Linked DNA regions of Mus musculus: regions 1, 3 and 4 are each linked to region 2. Evidence: chromatin contacts called from public HiChIP or PLAC-seq and promoter capture Hi-C data. All regions are on one chromosome and are shown on one strand. The core of a region is the stretch at or near the end of the contact, and the rest is flanking DNA. Distances in the headings are between cores, read along the strand shown. Region 1 holds the start of Ap1b1 (adaptor protein complex AP-1, beta 1 subunit). Region 2 holds the start of Selenom (selenoprotein M). Region 3 holds the start of Mtmr3 (myotubularin related protein 3). Region 4 holds the start of Kremen1 (kringle containing transmembrane protein 1).

What was found. Promoter capture Hi-C pulls out the DNA fragments that hold promoters and counts their contacts. HiChIP or PLAC-seq counts read pairs in DNA pulled down with a chosen protein or histone mark.
Region 1: a contact with region 2 is called in a FOXA1 HiChIP or PLAC-seq map of pancreatic cancer cells. The contact joins the promoter of Ap1b1 here to the promoter of Selenom in region 2. A contact is called at or near these places in 2 of 39 promoter capture datasets (hippocampal neurons and liver), 1 of 115 datasets of contacts at active chromatin or transcription factors (pancreatic cancer cells) and 1 of 9 other capture datasets (macrophages).
Region 3: a promoter capture Hi-C map of embryonic stem cells shows a contact between it and region 2, with 3 times the contacts expected there. The contact joins the promoter of Mtmr3 here to the promoter of Selenom in region 2. A contact is called at or near these places in 3 of 39 promoter capture datasets (embryonic stem cells, hippocampal neurons and liver).
Region 4: a contact with region 2 is called in a promoter capture Hi-C map of liver, with 2.1 times the contacts expected there. The contact joins the promoter of Kremen1 here to the promoter of Selenom in region 2.

Annotation. Positions count from the first base shown.
Region 1 is chr11:4,984,898-4,989,041 of GRCm38.p6, forward strand. It overlaps Ap1b1 (adaptor protein complex AP-1, beta 1 subunit), which reads left to right and starts at 1,927. Exons shown (of 21, transcript NM_007454.3): 1 at 1,927-2,154.
Region 2 is chr11:3,512,909-3,516,781 of GRCm38.p6, forward strand. It overlaps Selenom (selenoprotein M), which reads left to right and starts at 1,776. Exons shown (of 5, transcript NM_053267.3): 1 at 1,776-2,165; 2 at 3,353-3,388; 3 at 3,578-3,612. The coding sequence starts at 2,037.
Region 3 is chr11:4,592,314-4,596,179 of GRCm38.p6, forward strand. It overlaps Mtmr3 (myotubularin related protein 3), which reads right to left and starts at 2,477. Exons shown (of 19, transcript NM_001373897.1): 1 at 2,290-2,477.
Region 4 is chr11:5,259,736-5,263,800 of GRCm38.p6, forward strand. Kremen1 (kringle containing transmembrane protein 1) reads right to left here and starts at 1,875. Exons shown (of 9, transcript NM_032396.3): 1 at 1,700-1,875. The coding sequence starts at 1,790. It overlaps Gm46268 (a long non-coding RNA gene), which reads left to right and starts at 1,282. Exons shown (of 4, transcript XR_003949640.1): 1 at 1,282-1,481; 2 at 1,981-2,347; 3 at 4,004-4,065.

The sequences.
Region 1 (4,144 bases), core at 677-3,176, 1.5 Mb after region 2:
GTCTCCCTTTCCTGGAATTGTCTGCTTCAAGTAAGACAGATAATCTTGGGAAACAGGCTGTCTCTTCAACATTCTTCTCTGGGCTAAGCAAGGTCAGCTGTAATCTCATACAAATCCTGTTTTTAAAACCAAGACACTTTATCAAAAATATTTTACCAATGACAATTTCCGGGTGTTACTATTATCCTGTGTCACCATTGAGGGAAGCGGGGTGAAGGGTAAATGGTATTCTTTTTGTTGTTGTTTTGTTTGTCTTTGAGACATTGAGACAAGGTTTCACTGTTGTAACTTTGGGAATTTTCTATGCAGACCAGGATGGCTTTGAGCACACAGAAATCTACTTGACTCTGCTTCCCAAGTACTGGAATTACTGGCATGCACCACCAAGCCTAACCTTTGCCCTGGATGTCCTGAAATTCTGTCTGTAAACCAGGCTGGTCTCAAACTTTGGAATCCATCTGGGATTAAAGGTGTATGCCATCACTACTTGGCAAGATTTATTTATTTTATTTTATGTTCATATGTGCATGTACCTGTGCTTGCATGGTCAGAAGAGGGTTTTAGATCCTCTTGGACTATAGTCACAGATGCCATGAGCTGCCATGTGGGTGCTGTGAGCTGCCATGTGGGTTCTGGGAATGAACCCCTGTTATCTGGAAGAGCAGCCAGTGTTTTTAACTGCTGAACCATCTCTTCACCCCAGCATCTGGAATTCTATTTTGTCTATTTTATCAATTTGCCATAACTATTTTATCAATTTGTCATAATTATATTATGACAAAACTTTAAAGAATGTAAAAACAGCTGGGTGTGGTTGTGCACACCTTTAAACCCAACACTGTGAGACAGAGGCAGGCAGACTTCTGCTTGGTTTTTCAGTTTCCAGGTCAGCCAAGGTGACAGCGATTCAGTTGTTAGAGTGCTTGCATAGGATGTAAAAGCTCTGAGTTAGATCCCAGCACTACATAGACCAGGCATGATAGTACATCACTGTGAGCTCAACAATGGGGCTGGCTTGGGTTACACAGCAAGAGCTTGTCTCAAATCAATAACACACAAATAATAAAATAAAAAGGCAGACATATTACATCTAGGAGGATAACCAAGTGTTAAAAAACGATTTTCTCAGGAGCCTACGTGTTTTGGTTTTGCCTTTTTTCCTTACTAATATATTTCTTTTTTTTTTAAAAAGAATTATTTATTTTGTGTGTATGAGTACAACACTGTCGCTGTCTTCAGACACACTAGAAGAAGGCATGGGATCCCATTACAGATGGTTGTAAGCCACAGTGTGGTTGCTGGGAACTGAACTCAGGTCCTCTGGAAGACCAGCCAGTGTTCTTAATCACTGAGCCATCTCTCCAGCCCCCACTAATATATTTCTTTTTTTCTGCAATGCAGATATTATTGGTTTAATAAAAATGCTAGAATAGAAGTTTTATAATGTTTTAAAGGGGATGAACACAAGTTATCTATTAGAAAGAGAAAATTAATAGGACCAAAGTCAGGAATGAAATGGCTGTATCAGTTGAGGTCTCACTGTGAAGTATCCCTTGGATAAGAAGTCTTGGACGTAGCTTATGTTTTCCTTTTAGAACAATGAATTTTCCAAGGGCAGCAGAAAAAGTCTCGTTTTAGCCTAGCAGACAGGCGCAGTCCAGCAGCTGATCAGATTTGTAGCTCCGACTTTCCCTTTTCCTAAGACAACGTTGGCCTCAGTCTTCCCATCTGTAACTCAGAAAGAGATGAACTTTAAAGTCTTCCAAGACCCTTTCGATTCCATGGTGTTTGAGAGGGAGCCTGGCCAGGGATTCTGAGCAAGGGTATCCCAGCCTGAACTTAGCCGCTTGGCCCGCCCAGGCCCTCAATTCTCATAAAAGCCGGCTCTGCTAAGGCCCCGCCCTTCCCACACAGGCCCCGCCCAACAGGTCCCCAGCCCCTCCCGCCAGGTTGCACCCTCGACCCCGCCCCCGGGGTGTGCGTCCACCGGAAGTTCCGCGCACGGGCCTCTTACTTCCGCTCGGCAGGTGACAGCCGTGGAGCTTGGAGCCGCCGGCTGCTGCGACGCACCGGAGGAGAGGGAGGCGGAGGCTGCGGACATTTTGCTGCTGAAGCGAGCCGAGCCGCGGCACCCGGAGCCGTTTGGATTTGTGGGTGAGGAAAAAGGCAGCCCGGCGAGATAGGAAAACAAACAAACCCGAAGGGGTCCGAGGAGTGGGGGGGGTCTGCGAGGTCAGAGGTCACGGAGAGGACGCTGCGCTGGAGGGTTGCGAGCCGCGAGAGGGCGAAGGTGAAAGGCCTGCGTGCTCATTCATTCCCGACGGCTTGGCGGCCCGGCGTCAAGCCGTCCGTCATTTCAGGTCCGCAGTCCGGTTCGGAGAGACTCCTGCACTTAGGCCTCCCCTGCGCCCTGCTTGTCCCTTCCCACTCCTCGGCCAACCTCAGGCCTCCTCGTTCAGGGCCTTATCTCTTAGCCGCCGCCCCCCCAAAACGGGGCAAACATCTAGAAATGGCCTTCTGCCACCCGCCCCTCGTCCTTTGGATCCTCAGGGACACGTTGACAGAATGGGAGCACTTGTCTTAGTTCTAACACCACAAGAATGTCTTGTCACTGGTTCTCCAGCCCTTCCTGACTTCGAACCTCTGTGCTAAGCACTTTGTGTACTGAGCTCACAGCTGCCTCTGTAAGGTAGCTACTGTTGCTTTCCCCCTCTCACTCGCGAGGACACCGAGGCACGGGAGGTTAAATGACACACGGAAGGTCATTCGAGTAGTAGAGGCAAAATCAGGCTTCCTATGTAGGTCTCCAGAGACCTTCAAAGCTCGGGGAGAAAGGCACCTGGAGCTGGCTTGGGGTCTAGAAGTGACTTGATATATTGTCGCCAATATATTGTGTGAGTTGGTGTCAGGATGCAGCCTTCTCACCTGTCGTCTGATCCGATGTTTAGGAGGAGCTGTTGATACACTTTCAACTTAGGAGGCTGTTCGGCCAGGTTGTTTTTGTCAGTGTTTTGGCTCTCAGGTCTTCCTGCCTATTGGGCTATTCTTGGAATTGATATCCAGACAACCCCTTCATCCCGTTTGCACTTTATTCGTTTTGCAGTAAAGAGGGGAACAACGGGGCCCCTTGGGGGATCTTTTGGTCCTAGGTTCTAGGGGAACAGGCCCACAGGATGGCCTTTGGCCTGTCATGGTGCCTGGGATGACTGGTCTGCGTGGGAGATGGGAAGGCGACTTGGTACCTGGGGTGTGAGCCTCTTTTCCTTTAGAGACATTTTGTTGCTCCTTCCTTATACCTTAGTTTCCCTGACAGCAACACAAGAGAGACTTACTATCTTCCTACTTCCTCTTGAGTGCAAGGAACTGAAATGAGCCTGTGAAAGTTTCCTTGCTCTTTTGGAAAAAAGTAGTAAGTAAAAATGTTACATTAATTGCCTTTTTTTTTTCCAGTCTCACTCTGTCCCAGTCTGGCCAGGATATCTCATGTGTCTTGAATTCATAGCAGCCCTTTTGCCTTAGACTCCCAAGTTCTAGGATTGATTACAGAGCTGAACCACCACACCCAGCTAGCTCCTCTGTCTGTCTGTCTGTCTGTCTGTCATGAGCTCTGTGATGTTTTTCTAGTCCCATTGGATTCACAGAAACTTAATAATGTCACCTTATCCCTATCCTTCCAAGGGATAATTGAAGATAAAGCAACTTGTAGGGGCATAAACAGAGGTCTGCGTCTTAGGAACTGTCAAGAGGGCTTTGCTAGTCCCCAAGAATCAGACCTTCCGTGTCTCTGTAGAGATCATCTGATGAGTGTGGGTTGACTGGAAGCTTCACACCGAGTAGTCTGAAGGGCTCAGAGGTCCAGAGGAATGAGCACTCACTCCCTGCCAGTCAGCTCCTGGCTCTAGCCCCAGGTCAGCAGCTTCCCAGTTGTGTGACCTGGATAACTCAACTTCAGCAGGGTTTCTATCCTAATAAAATATGTAGATACGGTGGTAGAGCACTTCCCCAGCGTTTGCAAGGCTGGTTTCTATTCCCAGCACCAAGAAAAATAAGGGTTTTGGGGAGACGTGGTGGTCCATGCCTGCAGCCCCAGTCAGCACTCATAAAGCTGAGCTGGGAGGAGGCCCGCGTGATCTGCATGGTAAGT
Region 2 (3,873 bases), core at 526-3,025:
AGAACTACAGACAGTTGTTAGCTTCCATGTGGGTGCTAAGAATCAAACGTGGGCCCCCTGGAAGAACAACCGGTCCTCTTAACTGCTGAGCCATCTTTCCAGCCCCTCTGAGGATGGCTTTGAATTCTGATCCTCGTGCCCTGTCTCTTAAGGGCCAGGATTACAGGCTTGTATTATCATGGCTGGCTTTTCACACTGGTGTAGGAATCCAGACTCAGTCTTCATGCTTATACAACAATTGATTCTACATGTTAAGTTATCTCACCAATATTTTTATATTTGTTTATTTATTCATTTGTGTGTGTCTGTCTGTCTGTCTGTGAGTGCTTGATATTAGAAACATGCGACGGTCAGAGGACAATCTGTGGGAGTCTCTTCTTTCCTTTTGTCATGGGTTCTGGGACTTGAACTTAGGGCATCAGACTTGGCAGCAAGTGCCTATAGTCATGGAACTATCTGCTGATGGTTCTCCCCGCCCCATTTTTAATGCGCATTTTAAAAGTGGTGGAATAAGCCCAGAAAGGTAAAAATACCTTGGATCACAAGCAGCGTTGGCTCAGTGTTGACAAGGTTCTCTGAATCCTGTGGGAAAGGGCACAGCGTGTTCTTGCTGTCTGCCAGGGATTGGTTCCAGGGCACACTTCCATACCAAAACTCGAAATATGAGGATGCTCAAATCCATAGATAAAATGGCTTAGTATTTTCCTAAAGCCCGTGTGGCCTGATCTTGTACTTTCTATCATTTCTAGATAATTTATAACACCTAATACAATACAGATGCTATAAATAGTTGTAATGCTCTATTGGTTGGAATAACAACAAGAAAAGAGTCTGTACATGTTCAGTACAGAGGCAGTTTTTACTTCCTAATATTTCCAACTTGAGACTGGTTAAATCCAGGGTGACAAAAAACTGATTGTACTTGCTGTGTCTGCTGAAGGCATGAGGACATGGAGTGCCACCTGTTTCCTCCTTGGTCCAGGGAGATGATCCACAGAGGTGTTTGGGGCTCAAATCCAGATCTATGAATTGGCCTATTTTACATTTCTGAAACAGTTCCTAATCTGCAAAACGGAGTTCATTGCTGGAGGGGGCCGTTGTGATGAGGAAGGGGAAGAGCTAATAATGGAAGGTAACACAGCCAGAGTCTGTCCTAATCACCCTGCCCTCAGGAGGTTGAGTGAAGAGTATTGCTTTGAGTTCAAGGACAGTAGGAGATTGGTGTGTACCATCTCTGACCAGATACTGTTCTAATGAGATGCATTGTGTATATTAACCCTCCCAGCCTTTTCTAGGTAAAAAAGGATAGGTAGTATTCCTTTGTAAGAATTTATATTTATTATTATTATTATATGTGTGTGTGCACCGCGTGTGCCTGTACAGGCACGGACATGCCATGGTGAGCGGTTGGGGACGCCTGTGGAGGACAGAGCACAACTTGTGGGAATTGCTGTTTTTCTTTCACTTTTTTTTAGGTTTCAGGGATAAAACTCAGGAGTCAGGCTGTCATAACAAGCGCTTTTACCCTCTGAGCTTTCTTGAGCGGGGCGTAGGTAATGGTCCTCGCTTACAACGTGTGCTTTGGGGAATTGAAGCTTTGATCGGAATTTCGTTCAAAGACATCAAAAGCGTATAAAGGAGATCTCCTAGGTTCCTGCTTCCTTATCTTAACTCTCTGACCCAGAAATCCTTGTGTCCATCTGCGAACCTCCTGCGCCCTCTGGTGACGCGAAGTAGTGCTGTCTCCTGGCATCCTGCGGGAGCGTTTCACACTTAGTGGGCAAATGCAATATGGAGATTGTGAGAACTGGGAACATGAAGTCTGGAGGACCAGAGAGTAGCTGAGACAGGGATGGGGGTTAGTGGGAGGCAACCACCCGATTTGGGTGGGATGTCAGTGGGGCTGTTTCTAGCTCTGGGGGCGTGGTTTATGGCTGGGCGGAGCTTTTGGCTTGGGCGGGGCCAGCTTGCGGGCCAGACGTGGCGCAGCGGCCGAGTTTGGGTGCAGCCTGCGGAACGTCTCCTGCCAGGCACAGATGAGCATCCTACTGTCGCCGCCGTCGCTGCTGCTGCTTCTTGCAGCCCTTGTGGCTCCAGCCACCTCCACCACCAACTACCGACCGGATTGGAACCGTCTTCGAGGCCTGGCCAGGGGGCGGGTGGAGGTGAGTGCGCCTTTTCCCAACCTTAGTACGACAGTTCCACAACCTTGCTGCCCCTTATCCCAAGAATATAGTCCGGCCTCAGGAATACCAGAATTCCCGAAACACCCCCCCCCCCTTTCCCTCCTGCACGGCCCGGGAATCATTCCTTTTATTTCCCAGCCGCATGATGAACAGCATCTACTGTGGAAGTAAGAAGTCTCGTCCTTGTGGCCTGGCACTCTGAACCCTTGCCTCTGCTCCAGGCTTGGCCCTACCGTGGGTCTCTGGCTATAATTTTTTGAAAACTGGCCCCTTAGAACCCACCTTCTCTAAGGATAACCTCACCTTTCCCCATTATTTCTCCCCCCACCCAGACTTAGTGCCTGGCATTCCAGAATCTCTTTTCTTCTGGTGGGGAGAAAAGACCTAAGCTCCTCCCCTCACTGTACTCTGCTGGAGCTGGAGGAGAGGATAGGGAAATGAGATACCAACAGTCCACAGCCACCCTGGACCACCACCACCTGCCGGCCAAAGGACTCCCCTGGAGTCTTCCTAAGTGATTCCTATGTTTGCAGACTCTTCATGGGCCTTAGCTGGTTTATTTTTAATTTAAAAAAAAATTAACAAAAGGAAGTGTAAGGGAGGCCTGAAATAGGGAGGTCTGGACTTCCTGTTGGGCTGCGGCCTCCCATCAGGAATAGAGAAGGACCATCCATACTCCCAAGTTAGGGAAGATCAGCCAGATGGTTCCTGAAGCTGAACCACAGGTGGCTGGCAGGGCTGCCTCTGCATGGGGTGGGGTAGGGACCAGATGGCAGGTGCCTCTAACAGGGCCCTTAGGGTAGTTCTGAGCTGTTCCCTTCTAGTCTGACTTTCGTCTCAAGGGCCAAAGGCCAGGGTTAGAATTCTACCGACAACAGGGAGAATGCCGTAACCCATGTCTCCTGGGCATTGGTCAGCTATCAATAACATGCAGACAGGGACCCATGGCTGGTTTCTCTCCCTCATTCTTTACCTGTGGCTCTAGGCCTGAGCTTCCCAACCTGTACAGAGGTCTTCTTGCTCACAGGACTTTACTGCCACACCTTGATGCTTCTCTTTACGCTCACTGCCTGACCCAATTCAGTGTAAAGGACGGCATAGTCTTGGCTGTATAGCTAGCCTGTGAAGGACTCCTGGTTTATTATCCCATTTCTCTCTCTCTCCAGACCTGTGGAGGATGACAGTTGAATCGCCTAAAGGAGGTGAGTTTGAAGGAAGGGAGTCCCTCTTAGGGAATAAGGAGCACTGGTCACTGACTGGGGGCCTGGTGGGAATCCCTGTACTGTGAGGCAGGAGACTGGACCTGTCTTGGTATATGACCTGACTGGGCCTCATCGTCCATGTCTATAGGGTCTGAGGCCCTGTGCTCTAATGCTATGGTTCCTCCCCAGGTGAAGGCCTTTGTCACCGAGGACATTCAACTGTAGTATCCTTTTCCTGTTGTGGGGGGAGGGGATAGGGAAGGCACCTGGGAGAAGCCTCGATATTTTTCAAAGATAGAAAATGATGTTCGTCTACCAAAGAGGCTGATATTAACTCTTCGGAGGATTCTGAGGAAGTCTAGAATTAAGGAGGGAAGAGAGCTTACTAGTGGAGAGAAGGGCCCTTTATTTCTTTGAACCCTAATCTCACAGTGATGAGGATTGGGTCCCCACCTAGGCTTCTTGTAAGTGATCAGCTAAAGGGT
Region 3 (3,866 bases), core at 1,227-3,726, 1.1 Mb after region 2:
CAGCCCCTGAAGCATGTGTCTTTACCCAGTAAGCCATCTCTTCTGCTTCTGTTTTCAATTTTTAAGATAGGATCTTCCTATAAAGCCCTGGCTAATGTGGTACTTGCTTATGTGGCTGGCCCACAGTCATCTCAAACTCTTGGAAATTTTAGCCTGAGTTGTTATTTCTTTTAAATACCCATATTTTTAAAAAATATATACTTAAAATATGTAAAAACTTGGCCTCAGTATGAGTTCTAAATTATGTAAATGAGGAAACTTGAGTACAGAGAAGTAATATCCCAACAGCCATTAATGCCACAAATGATCCAGATATACCCAGCAGCACAGAATGGCCATCTGTCTATACCACCTATAAAGTCAGTAACATGTGTCAACACCTAAAGTTTTAAATGCATTAAGACTTAAAAAGAGAATGAAAATCCCTCTTCAATGTAAGACATCAAGTAATTTTTAATAACTAACTAGTGTTTCTCATACCAATACTATTCATTTGATTTTTTTAAAAAATCTGAAAAGAAAATTCTGTGAGAACTATGGTAAGTAGTGGGGATTATCAGGAAACAAAACAGACAAGGTTTCTGGTGTTAGTGAACAACTGGGTGAGCCTCTCTATGATATGTCAGAATACAACCCTATGCAACTGTTAACACTTTCTTCCACCTCTTCCAAAACTGTAACAATCCTCAACACACCTTTGAAATATGAATTTATCTCTTGGTAACTCAGAATTCCACTTTATCACAGAAAGCAAAAACTAGTGCTGTTAAGAGGGTCTTTAAACTGACTTTACCATACCTCACAGCCTGGAGCAAATTTCAAGAACTTGTCACAACCTACAGTACACCTTCCAGGTCCACAACCCTGGTCTCAAATGACTGTAACACACCCTGCTACCCTCCACTTTACTGGAAACCTGAGCCAGATGGTTTAGAAGTAACTACAATGTTGGCATGTTAGAAAGCACCTTTAGGACCCCTCTGTGGGCCAGAAGCAGACTTCAGGCCTCACTTCCTTTATTTTCCTCTAGGTTTTTGGACATACGTTCAGCTATACAACATTTAATTTGATAAAATGTGTTCTGATGCCTTGTGAACAAATTCATTATGCTGCTCACAGTTACCTAAAAAGTAAAAATGGTAGGGGTGAAATATGTCTTCATAGGCAATCACTCTAACCTTCTAGAAGCTTCCAAATTTAGTTTAATAACATATTGCATAGTGTTTACCCACAACGGTGTCATTCTGTAAACTCTTCTACTCAGTCAAGCATGGAAAAGAAGTCTTTCACTGGCCATCAACGCATGTTATTTGGTTTCCAAGTAAAAAACACAGAAACATTGCAGAATCTCAAAGAAGGCCTCCTTCACATCCCCACAAACAAGATCATTTTGATACAGAACCATCTACCATTCAATCGTAACTTCTGACGGCTCACTGTTCACAAGAGGAACGAGGCTGAGCCTCCACTACAAGAACACATGCACTTTTAATACAAAAAAAAAAAAAAAAAAGACCCTAAATGTCAAAAAGCCAAGTGGATGTCAAGATAGTAAGAAGAATAAAAACGTAAACTTCATTCTGACAATGACTGAACATTAATATCTAACAGAAACCTGTGTGTAAAACTCACAAGTGAGATGATCTGACTCCTGGTGGCCTAACAGAGTGTGCAAACTCTACTTCCAATTTTTGAAATAAGTTTTCTGGCCCCAACAATACCATCTTGGGTCATGAAATGCAATACATCCAGTACAATTTCAACCCAAGAAATAATACTGATCTTTTGCAGAGCTACTTGAGCAGTGTTCCCCGAGCTCCTCCAACCACCCCTGGACCTTCGTTCCCCTTCAAGCACTACCAGGTCAGGAGGATGCCCTGCTGCAGTTAGGCTGAGGCCCGCACAGCTCGCCCGTGGTTTCCAACAGCACGACCTCCGGCCTCTCGCCACTAAGGACTCCCACGGTCTCGACCAGGGCCTCGGGCCACACGCTCACCTCCCGGAGGCCCGGGAGCGTTTTCCAGGGCGCCCCAGCCGCAGCTCCCAACACTCCGAGTGTTACCCACCGCCAGGTTCAGGATGGCCGCCGAGCTCGGCGACCCCGCCTCCCCCGACTCGCCCGACCGGGCCTCGGTGCTCCATTCTGAGAGCTTGCCCCGGGAGGCCGCGGCCAACCCAGCCCTCGGCCCGCCGCCGCCTCCCCGGCCGGTGACAGCCGCCGCACTCGGCCCAGGTCCGCCCCTCCTCCAGCACCTCCTCGCCACCAGAGCCGGAGGGTGGGCTTCTTACCAGGCGGCAGGACATGGCGAGGCCCGCCACCGCAGGGCCTCCTCCGCCACCCCAGGAGGCTGCCAGCCAGGGTCGGCGGGGGCCAGCGCCTGGGCCGCTGGAGCGTCTCCGCCGGCTGCTCCGCCGCCGCCGCCGCCGCTGCCGCCGCCGCCTTCTCACAACCACAACAACATGGCGGCAGCGGCCACACAGAGCGCGCTCCCGAGACCGATCGGAGCTGAGAGCGGGGGCGCGCGCGCACGCTCCGGCGCGCTGTCCGCTGTGGGATGGGGGGCGGGGGGGAAGACTGGCCGTCACGGGATGGGCGAGGGCGGGGCCTGGCTCGTTGGTCACGCCCCAGGATGTGGGCGGGGCTGCAAGTCACCAGACTGTGGCTGCAGAGAAGCGTCAGGAGGAAGAAAAGAAAAATGAGAAGTGAATAAATAAACCGTTACGAATTAAGAAAAAGAAAAACAAGGTTTAGAAAGATTTTTCAGGCTTCTTTTCCAACTTAATGGACCAAGACAGCACTTCAGCTTACTCTACTTTCTATTAAAACTAAGAACAGTAGTGATATTATATCCCCAGCAAGTATAGTCAATATAAAACTAACTTAATACCGTGCATGTAAATATAGTGTGCTATAAGTTATGCCCAGAATACAAGTTCAAACTGCCTCAACGCCAGCTCCTAATAAAAAAAACCTCAGTGCTCAAAGAAAAGCAAGGGGGAAAAGAATCCCTACTTTGACTGGCCTCCAGAAGAGCCCCATAGTCTAACACTGTAATACCTTATTTTAGGTCAGCAGTCCTCGGGGTCTCAAATATCCTGAACCTCAGATATTTACATTATGATTCATGGTAGTAGAAAATTACAGTTATAAATTAGCGAGGAAAGTAAGTTGGGAGTCAGCATACGTGAGGAACTATATTAAAGTCACAGCGTTTAAAGGTTGAGATCTACTGGCTTAGGTCCTAACAAATCCTCAAAGATATTTCACTTCCTTAGATGAATTTTAACATGACCTTGATTTTTTATCAGAAGACAAGTAAATGAAATTTATCCCTGTATTTGTTAAATTGTTTATCTCCCCCCCCCCATTATTTGTTTCTTTGTATTCAACATTATTGCCTCTCTGCCCCCACTGGAGTTTAAGAATAATTAGAAAAAAAGGATGCTGTCTTATTTGTCATTATGTCTCCAGAACCTAAAATTGCACAACACAATAGCCAGACAAATCTCCTAATTATGGAAGAGCAAGTGTTTATATTTATCTAGTTGAATCTTCATAAATGGTCAGGCCTATCTTTATTTTACAAACAAAAAAAAAGTAAAACCCAGAATAAGTTGAATTTAACTTAAACTTCAAACCCAGGCCCAGATAACAACACAAACTGTCCTATTACTCTCTGGGCTACCCACCACATCACAGAATCTCAAGGAAGGTCAAGGAAGGCACTACATCACAGATCAGTTAGCAAAGACTTCCCACCGCCCTCCAAGGACCTGTCTTCCTCCTCTTCAATGCAGCTGATTGTGTCTCCGTTTTCACCTTCACTAGAAAAGCACAGGCTAAATTGGAAGTACAATGATTGCAC
Region 4 (4,065 bases), core at 625-3,124, 1.7 Mb after region 2:
TGGAGATCATTTGGGGTTGACTACACACTATAATTAGAATAACATTGAAGGGGAATGAGCTAACTGTTTTTATAAAGTCAGCATTCAAAAATGCAAACCACCAGTAATTTAAATATTACAAAGTTGTGCAGAATATAAGTATTGGAATAATTTTTTCCATCCACAAAATTTTAGAGAAAATTACAGTATCACAAAATATGAAATGGTAAGTTTGGCATATTCTCAGTGTACAGCTTTTTTTTTTTTTTTTTTTAATTGGAAAGGATTTAACAAACTAGTCGCTAGGTTCTTGACAGGATATGATGCTGAAAACCATGTGGTTTGTTTCTGAAACTGCTTCTGGAACCAGAGGGGAAACATCACAAAGGCACTGATGTTGCAGAATGCTGAGGAACCCCGCTGAGGAGAGTTTGAGGGACCTAGTAAACTGTTTCACAACAGCCATAAATTTGTCCTTACCCAGGACTCCTAAATAAAAGCATACCAACTTTACCCAAGAGCTGTTGCATCTGACCTAGCAAAGCGTCGGTGCCTAACAGATGCTACCTCCCTGCAAGTGTGGGCAGAATAGGCTCACAGTGCCCTTTCCAGGAAGGAGCGCCAGTCCACTCCCACCCGTACCTCTCTCTCCATAGAGGACATTAAATCCTGAACACAAAGATGACAAAGTGGAAGGAGTTACTAGGTTACAGTTATGTTGACACGTCCTGGCTCTCGGAACGTCCCTCCCTCCCTCCCTGTTCACATACTACAAACAGTAGAAAAGAGCACATTATAGAAGTCCCATAGAAGGCAGCAATCACCTAGAAACCACTTCTACTGAGTCTCAGGTTTGGTGTGTTGGGAACTCCTCATTCTGCCGTCCCAAAACCCAGCTTTGCCTTTTGCCGGGATTCATCCTGAAAGAAATTCAGTATTCGCTGGGTAAACCAGGTGTCTAGTCCTTAGTGAACTGGGAAACACTATAATAAGTATTATTAAATCGTTTAATGACTACACATGGTGGAACACTCTAAGCAAGTTGCCTACAGTGTATCATTTAATGTTCACCAACACTGCTCATGGGAGTGAGTTACCCCCCCCCACTTTCAGATCAAGTAACAGAGGTTCAAGCAGCTTTGCCTCAAAATCACACAGAAAATAAATCTCAGCCTTTCCCCTAAATCCAAGCTGTCAAGAAAACAAAGCAACTCTGAGTTTTCTTTTACTAGTAAAACCCTGCCTTCGCAACATCACAATCCGCAACTTAGGGTGGAGACCCCAGTGGCAGGTTCACCAATGTCCTATGCTCATCAGCTCTCAACAACCTGCAAAGAAACCGAACTGGGCCAGACAACACCCTCATGCTTGTCCTTCCACTGGGAAAGGATTCCGAGGCAAGGAAGGGCGTGTGGGAACTAAGCTGCCATCCCAGCTTCCATCCTGGCCGAGAGCACCACCTCGGGCGGACGCCGCGGTGGACTCAGAGTAGTCTGCACTCGGTACGGGCGACTTTAGCCGTCACGCACCCCCTTCTCTTCCGTAAGTCGGAAGCAGAGTTCGGCAAAGTTAGAAGCCGGCACTCGGGGCAGAGTCCTGGTAACGCGGGACAGGCGCGTCCACGCCGCGTGCTGGGACAGAAGCCCGAACATCGGGTTCTCCGGGGTCCACGCGCGAGAGAGGGCGAGGGGGTTCGGGGGGGGGCCGGGGTCTCACTCACCGGGGCCGGAGCGGGGACCGGGCGCGGGCCGGGCCGCCAGAGTGAGCGCAGCGGCGGAGAGCAGCGCGAGACGGGCGGCGGGCGGCGCCATGGGCCGTCAGTGCGGGACCCCCGGGCGCGGCCCGGGGCAGAGGGGGCAGCACCGGGAGCCGGGGGCGGCCATGGGAGCAGGACGGAGCTCAGCGTCGCCCCGCCCTCGCCGCCCGGCCCGCCCCGGTCCGCCCCGGCCCGCCCCGGTCCGCCCCGGCCCGCCCTCCTCAGCGCCGCCCCGTCCTCCTCAGCACCGCCCGGATTGCCTGACGCCTGCTAGGATTCCGAGCCGGGCGGCCTGCGCATGCGCGGCCTGCCACTCACGCGCGGGAGCCCGCCCCCGCCCCACCTGGCTCCGCCCCCACAGCAGGCGCGGTGAGGCCACCCGAGGTGTGGAGTCTACAGGTGAGGGCGGGACGGGTCCTGCCTCTGAGTCCCCACGCTGAGGTTTGTCGGCGCTGACACCGGCCGAGCGCCGTGACCCCTGTTTCACCCTTACCTAGGTCGTGACTCACGCGCGAGTTCCACCACTGCGGTAGTAACCAGAACAAACCTCTTGCTCTTGCTAGGCTCGTGGTAGCGGCTAGCCAAAGCGTGTTCTGGAGTCCTCCAGTCCCGGTTCGTATCCCACTTGGTTACTCGTAAGATCTGTATAAATGTATACAGGTTTAAAGAAAACGGGGCTCCCTTCTGCTCAGTGGTATGTCGATACCGTCTGCTCCACAAAGCGGTTGTACAAAGTGAGATAATGCACGGAAACCTCGCACGCACAGTGGGGGCTCAGTAAATGTGGAGTTCTTTCTCCTTGTGGAGTCCTGCAGCTACCAAAGGGACAGCATACTGAGCCTTGTGCAGAATCCTATCATATCCGTGTCAACTAGCGCAACTTATTCTTTTAAAAATATGTATTTACAGCGGTGCAGTGGTGGCGCACGCCTTTAATCCCAGTACTCGGGAGGCAGAGGCAGATAGGTCTTGGTGTTGGAGACTAGTCTGATCTATAAAGCGAGTTCCAGAACAGCCAGGGCTATAAAACAGAAACAAAGAAAAAAATATATGTATGTATAAATGCATATGTACATACATATATGTTTTTTATTGTATGTGTATGGGTGCATGTGTAACACCAGAGGACCATTTGTGGGAGTCGGTTCTCCTTGCACTGTCGGTTCTGGGAACTCAGGTCCTCAACCTTGGTGGCAATTGTCTTTACCGATGAGCCATCACACCAGTTTTAAATTATTATTATTATTATTTTGAGTCTTGGAACTATGTAGATCAGGCTGTCCTCGCACTCACAGAGGTCTTCCTGCCTACGCCTCCCAAGTGCTAGAATAAAGGTGTGTGTCCCCACTCCCAGTTAAATTATTTTTAATTAGTATAAAATGGGTGATACACTATATATTTGCATATATATGTATCTGTGTGTATATATATATATCTCACCAATGTATTTTGCTCAACCATCAGCAAAATAGGAACCATAAAAGACCTCAAGGTCCAAAGATACGGAAGCAACAAAAGTGCCCAACTCGATGGGGCAAGCGCTGTGTCTCTTCATTAGGGGAGACTTGGGGTTCTGTGGCTTAAATTCTCGGTCTCCGCGAGGCAGCCCCCCACCCCCCAGGATCTCGAGCCTCCTTACTCCTCCTCACACCCCCAGGCAGCGGGGATTTTCCGATTGCTCTTGCTTAAAACGCCACGGCGACGCCCGGCAGGACAGGTCCGGGCTGTGCACCGAGAGCTTTCAAGTCCTTGGTCCGGGGCTGGCAAGTACAGGCCTGCACCAGGCTTGGCGGTGGCAGGAACATCTGCCCTCCTGTTCCTACTCGCTGTGCCCGGAGCAGGGCTGGGCGATCCTGGCCCCGTGGGATACCCTGGCCTACCTGGGGTACACCCACCCCTGCGCCCTGTGCCCCTCGCCCTCTCACTGGGCAGGTGTTCTCCCCAGCCTTCCCACACTCAGGAGGCAGCTCCCAGAGCTGGGCCCCAAGGGCGTAGATACCTCCCACGAGGCGCCTGCCTTTCTGTCCCTCTCCACCCACACGACCCAGAGCTGTGGCAAGAAGAATCTTGTTCAATCGTTTGCTTTCCCTGTTGTTCCTGAATTCAAGAACCCTAGGTGTTTCTGAGTGGACGCCCCCACCGCCCAGTGGACACACCCTTCACTTACTAGTGAGAACTCAGCCTCCAGGTTCCACACGTGGGACTGTTGTGTATATATATATATATTTTTTTTTCTTTTCTTTTCTTTTTTCTTCCTTTTTAACTGAGGGCCTAACATGACCCATGGACATCGGACATTACGGAGCAGAGAGCTTCGGCCCACAGCTGCA